2 separate regions of the Sus scrofa genome follow, and region 1 is linked to region 2. A link is a contact called in public Hi-C data. All regions are on one chromosome and are shown on one strand. Each heading gives the region's core, a stretch centred on a gene start, on an enhancer-like site or on the middle of the called end of the contact. The rest is flanking DNA. Distances are from core to core; before and after follow the strand shown. Region 1 overlaps AGPS (alkyldihydroxyacetonephosphate synthase, peroxisomal). Region 2 overlaps LOC110256983 (a long non-coding RNA gene).

Region 1 (3,060 bases), core at 101-2,600, 270 kb before region 2:
CAAGTAGTTCCTACCAAGCCAACCTTCTCAAATATGAGCTCTGGACAAAAACAAAACAAACAAAATGCAGCTATTTAAGGCACTATAGATAGCCCCAAAACTGGCAAAAATAGGGGTAAAGGGGTATGATAAACTTGGAAGAAGGAAACAACCCTACATGAGTTTCTAATTTTGTTTAATTTTTAAACAGGTTTTAGCCTGAGGGAAAGCCCCAGCCCAAAAAAAGAATGAATACAGAAAACCTACAGCCTTTTTGATGTTTGCAGTGAACACAACATCTGGAAAGAGTACAGAAAAATCATGCAAATCTAGGAGTCAGTCATAGAGGGACCTATGTATAAATTCTGTCCAAATGTCTGGGTGACCCTGAATTACACATGTATGGAGCACACACAAAGCAGCCCAGCTAAGCTTAAAAGAAAGGAACAGATAATTCAGCTGTTCTTCAGAAGAACATAAAAGAGTTCTCATCGTGACTCAGGGGAAATGAATCTGACTAGCATCCATGAGGACGCAGGTTCAATCCCTGGCCTTGCTCAGTGGTTAAGGATCCAGTGTTGCCAGGAGCTGTGGCGTATGTAGGTTGCAGACGCGGCTCGGATCCCACATTGCTGTGGCTGTGGTGTAGTGTAGGCCAGCTGCTACAGCTTTGATTCGACCCCTATGCTGGAAATCTCCATATGCCATGAGTGCGGCCCTAAAAAAAAAAAAAAGAAGATAAAAGAACACAGAGTTTCTACAACATATCATTAACGATATCAGAGTTACACTTCAAAATTACTAGACATGAAGAAACAAGAAAGTGTACACAGGGAACTCTACCCAATATTCTGTGATAATTTATATGGGAAAATCTGAAAAAGAAAAAAAATTAAATAAAATTCTTAAATAAATCTTTACATAAAGGTTGGCAAAACAAAAATGACAGTGGAAAGAAAAAAAGAACAAACACATTTTAATCAAGTTCCTTTTTCATATTAAAAAATCAAACTGAAATGGGATGTTTAAAAGTGTTGTAATATCTTTTTCATAAATTTAAAGAAATTAAATTGAACGAAAGTATAAGACATAGTTAAACAACTTAAGATAGTTATTCAGCATATAAAATTTTCTTCATTTTAGCTATGGGTAAAAGTAAACACTGGGAAGCTGGTTTAGCCTAACACATATGCTACTATGCATTAGTAATGTCCTACAAAAAGGCTAATTTGGAAATACTAGGTTTTACTCCTGGGCCCTTATATTTTAACTGTACAACTACTTTATGTGGACATAAATATCCAAGAAGGAAGTGCACATAAGGATTTAAAGTGACTAAAGAGAAAGTGACTCTCACTAGGACAGTGCACAAAGGCAGCAAAGTTATCAGTGTTTGCAACCATCTATCCTTAGAGTGTGTTCCACAATTATTAACCAATGTAATAGCCTTTTATAAGATAAAACTTTTAAACATGCCACTGAAAGTACAAAGTACAACAACCCAAACATATTTGCCCCATTTAATCACTAACTTGTGCTTTGAAAATGCCAAGTAATGTATAACACCTTTAAAGTCAAAGAATAATGGCATTTTTCAAAATTTTAGTTTATAGAAAACCAGAGCACGAGCTCTAAAGTACCATCTGCTGCTGCTTAAACCTAGGAGGTCTCAATTCATCTATATTTAGAAGGCATAAGAATGGCAAGATTATAAACCTAGAGATTTTATAAACTGACAAATTACTAATCTATTCAAAAAATATATTGTGTTCAGGGAAAAACTTACGATTTTTCCATGACATACATAATTGCTTCTAGCTTAATGGTGGGGTTTGAAATGTCAGAGTGACCCTCCCCAAAATACATACAATCAACCACGCTTACTTATAAAAATTTCCTACCTTTTCAATGTTCTTTGGTTTAGAAAGAGGAGAACCCCCATAAATTTTCACTGAGAGTCACTCTTAGTTTCTGACACCTAAGGATTTCCCTTTCTTTCTTTCCAGCTCTGGAATATTTCTTTTTTGTGGTATTTTATCCATGTTTTCTATGTGGTTATAGAGGGCAAAGGGTCTGTTTTGTTCAGTACACTAAAATGCCACAATAAATTCTTTCTCAAGAATTTCAAAAGCTGTCCTTAAACAATCTAATATTATTAATACAAAACAGTGAATTGATACTGTTCAGCCAAATCAGTATTTTCTTATACTCATCCTTTCTAGGCACAAATTCCATTTTCTCTTCTAGGAATATCACAAACTAATGCTTCTACCCTTTGCACTTCCATGGAATAAGAGGAACTTTTTTCATAGGATAACTTTTTAACAATATGACTAACTACTATTCTGTCATACAGATTGTAGAAGGCTTTTGTAAAGTGCTTCCAGAGATGGGAGACAGAATAAGATCAATACAATGGATTAGTATGGTACCTTGTTAGCAGGGATAATACAAACAGTTGAAGAATACTGTTTTTAACTTCAACTTCCCACTGCACAGGTGACCTTAAGAAAGCTATTTAACCTCCTTCAGCTTCAGTCTCCTAATTATTTCCATCCATTTAGGGTTATTTTAAGATAACTCAGTAGGAACCCAATTAGTAATAGCTATTATTATCTTAAAGAATATTTGTAAATGTTTCCTGATTTTAAAAAAATCAGAGAAATCTACTAGTTCAATCATTAACCCTAAGAAACTAGACTAGATATAGAGAAAGCTATGATCCAATTCAATGCAGTTTATTATCCTATTTGTGGCAAGGTAATGGTGCTTCTGGAAGCACCAAAATGAGAATTTATTATTATTTAGTTATTTGGTTTTGCCCCTTTTCAAAAAACAAAGATGCTATACTTTTAAGGTCCAAAGAGACAGAAATGAAGCCCAAATATGTGAGGAGAGAGGAAGTTGGTTTTGTCACTCTCTCCCCCTCAGAAGATTTTGTAAAGCTAATCTCTATACAGATAAGTTTCTACTGTATTAGACATTATTCTATTTAAAACATAAAGCAGGAGTTCCCGTCATGGCACAGTGGTTAATGAATCCGACTAGGAACCATGAGGTTGCGGGTTCGGTCCCTGCCCT
Region 2 (3,068 bases), core at 406-2,905:
TGGATTAGTCAGTTAAGTAATTACAAAAATGGATGTGTTCCAGAAAAATGCCACTCCTTTACGTATTATGGGCCAGGGAGCAATGTTAATATTTAAATCGTTGTTAACATTTTTGTTCCTTTTGGGTTATGGTATTGAAATACCGTATTGATTTAATCCACAATGTTTTGGGCTCCCTAGTTTTTTTTCCTTCTCCTGTTTGCTGAAGTGACTCCCTAAAATTTCACTTTTGAGAACTAATATGGTCAATCACGTTATCATCAAGTGTTGGTGATTAAACCACTTTCCCTAAATTCTCCGAGCCCACCCACCCCAGTTGCTGCTTCTTTCTCAGGCTTTGTTAGGTCAGATTTCAGGTCACTATTTGGGCTATTTTTACTTTGGTTTCTTATCCCATGAGGCTAGCTGGCTTAAGGGAGGGACGATGCCAAGATGCAAATTGGGCATAAGGGGAGGGAGAGAGCTCATTTTGGTATATGCCTAAAACATGTTCTTGGCCTGTTAATCCGGGAGCTCTGCATGGGGATTTTAGGCACCAGGCCTTTGATTTCTCATATTTCATTGCTTCTAAATATCTTCTTCAGGACCTGTGGTGAGGAGAGATGTCTGGGCTGAGCAGGAGTTGGGTACTTTTGGGCCCCTTGGCTTAAGCATGAATATCATTACAGTAAGGGCCGCCATGAATGGCTGTCTGCTTTTGAACTGCAATTACCTGCCCCTCCTCTCCTTCAGCCAGGCTCTGATGCAGGGCACCCTTCAGGCCTGTTTCTTCAGGCCTGTAATCCTCTAATAGCGATGATTCCATTAAGTACACAGATTCTAACCCTGTGTCCCAGTATCCCAGGACTGAAAAACAGTTATTGTGAGTGCAAACCTCAGCAAGACATATACTAAAATTTGACCCATACAGGAAAAATTAACATTATTGGTGGATGCCAGGGGTGGGGTAAAACAGGTGAATGGGGTCAAAAGGTACAAACTTCCAGTTAAAAAATAAATAACTTGGGAGTTCCTGATGTGGCTCAGTGGTAACGTCCCCCACTAGTATCCAATGAGAATTCGAGGTCAAACCCTGGCCTTGCTCAGTGGGTTAAGGATCTGGAGTTGCTATGAGCTGTGATGTAGGTCACAGATGTGGCTTGGATGGATCCTGAATTGCTGTGGCTGTGGTATAGGCCAGCAGCTGCAGCTCTGATTAAACCCCTAGCCTGGGAACTTGCATATGCTGCACACGAGGCCCTAAAAAGATAATGAAAAAAAAAAAAAAAAGAAAGAAAGAAGTTCTTTATGTACAGTGATGGATGTTAATAGAGTGTGGTGATCATTTTCCAACATTTGCAAAGATCGAATCATTATGTTCTACACCTGAAACTAATATAATGGATGTCAATTTTACCTCAATTAAAAAAATTATTATTTTGGGAAGGGAAAATAAACCAGTCCTCATTGTATAAGGCTCTTTTTCTTCCCTGAGAATGAGTTCTTTTGTTGGGAGGTTTTCTGAATGTTACACATACCCCGATCTCCCCCTACTAATTTGCCAGACTTGTGTGGATGTGTTTGAATTTAAGTAGCAGACCCAGTCTGGGTCCATAGTCAGAGGCCCATCAGGCCCATTTGTCAAACTGCAAGGTCAGTTTGACAAACATGCCCAGGCATGCTTGAAACTCAGCAGAGGATAATAGATTTCTCACTATGTAAACAAAGTAAGGAAGCAGGAAAAGAAGCAGAGGTCAAAGAAAGAATGAAAGGAGAGCAGGACATTGTATCACTGTCTGCCTCAGGTCTCCCTTTAAATTGCAGTTTGATAGTTCATTTGGTACAAAAATTGTGGTACAGCCAGTGGTTTGCCTTTCTTCTCTCCACATTTTGGATTATCAATACTTTGTGAGTCAGGCTCTTTGCTGGCCTAGGTATGGTGCTCACCAAAAATGCTTAAGAAACATTTTTGACAAGGAATGGTGACCAAAAAAACTGAGATGTGAAACTAAAACAAATGAAAGAATTTGTTATTTTGCTTTGAACTGACTACACTGTGAAAAGAACAGCCTCTTTCTGCAGCATGATGTAGTTCTGCTGTGACCACTTTAACCATGTCTCTTCAGTGACTGTTTTGCAAACTGGGTCATTTGTAGTGTGCACCTTTAAAGATGGCAGCACGAATTCCTGCTGTCAGCTTCAGGTCAGACACAGTGGGGAAAGAACTCCCACAAGTTGGAACTGATCATCTTGATTGATTTTTCATTAGTTCTGGTCTTTCCAAGAAACAATGAACATATAGCTGTTGTGACCAGTAGGTTTAAACCAAGTCACATAAGAGAGACTGTTGCTGAGTGTCTCCCTTATACTTTGCAGGATTTGCAGGGGTCATTTGCTCTCTAGGGTTTTTCTGGAAGAACCCCCTTTCCTGCCCCAATCTTGTTTACAGTCATCCCTGAATCATTAAACTCTAGTACATTGAAGACAAATCTTGAAGCATTCCCTATAGTTTACATTGTCATCTCTAGCGCCTTCTAAATCTAGAAAATGTTCCATGTATATATATATTTGTATGTATTTATTATATATATATTTAATTATATATATATATATATATTAAACACAACTCTATTCTTGCTTAAGTCTGCCTTATTCCCATATTCAAACCTTTGCCCTGGAGGTCTATCATCTTTCCCAGTGGCTCTAGAAGTGTTCTTATCCCCTTCAATTTCATAATCGTCTTCCAAATACATAGACAAATGGGTCATTTATAACTATCGTATTTATTTTCTCCCTGCTCAGCTTTTCTAAACCTCCCATGAGGGAGGCTTCTGTTTGCACCATTTCACTGAAACTGCTCTAAAAAACCACTGATGGCCTTTATCCAGAAGTGTTTGTGTAAAACTCTGGAATTCTCTGGAAACATGCTTTCATATATTTTGTGTCATGAGATAATAGTAGATTAAAAACAATCATAGGTTTAGTAAAACACAGTAGAACTGCATTAGCATTTGAGTAGTTTAGGAATGTATTCTGATCTGCTGCGGTAAAAATCATATCTCTGTCCTTCTCTGCCCTCAAACACAGAA

The links. A called contact is a pair of places that touch in the nucleus more often than the background predicts.
Region 1: a contact with region 2 is called in a Hi-C map of liver, with 1.9 times the contacts expected there. The contact joins two enhancer-like sites. A contact is called at or near these places in 25 of 47 Hi-C or Micro-C datasets (adipocytes, alveolar macrophages, blood and 15 more) and 2 of 2 datasets of contacts at active chromatin or transcription factors (alveolar macrophages and skeletal muscle).

What each region holds. Positions count from the first base shown.
Region 1 is chr15:83,187,386-83,190,445 of Sscrofa11.1, reverse strand. The region is part of intron 2 of AGPS (alkyldihydroxyacetonephosphate synthase, peroxisomal); the gene reads right to left. Among named protein-coding and RNA genes, the nearest start is that of NFE2L2, 43 kb to the right of the region's middle. Within about 2 kb of position 1,350, at least 11 of the 83 cell types and tissues checked have an H3K27ac peak or open chromatin away from gene starts, as enhancers often do. A contact at or near this core is called in liver, where this site is marked.
Region 2 is chr15:82,918,013-82,921,080 of Sscrofa11.1, reverse strand. The region is part of intron 2 of LOC110256983 (a long non-coding RNA gene); the gene reads left to right. Among named protein-coding and RNA genes, the nearest start is that of HNRNPA3, 39 kb to the left of the region's middle. Within about 2 kb of position 1,655, at least 14 of the 83 cell types and tissues checked have an H3K27ac peak or open chromatin away from gene starts, as enhancers often do. A contact at or near this core is called in liver, where this site is marked.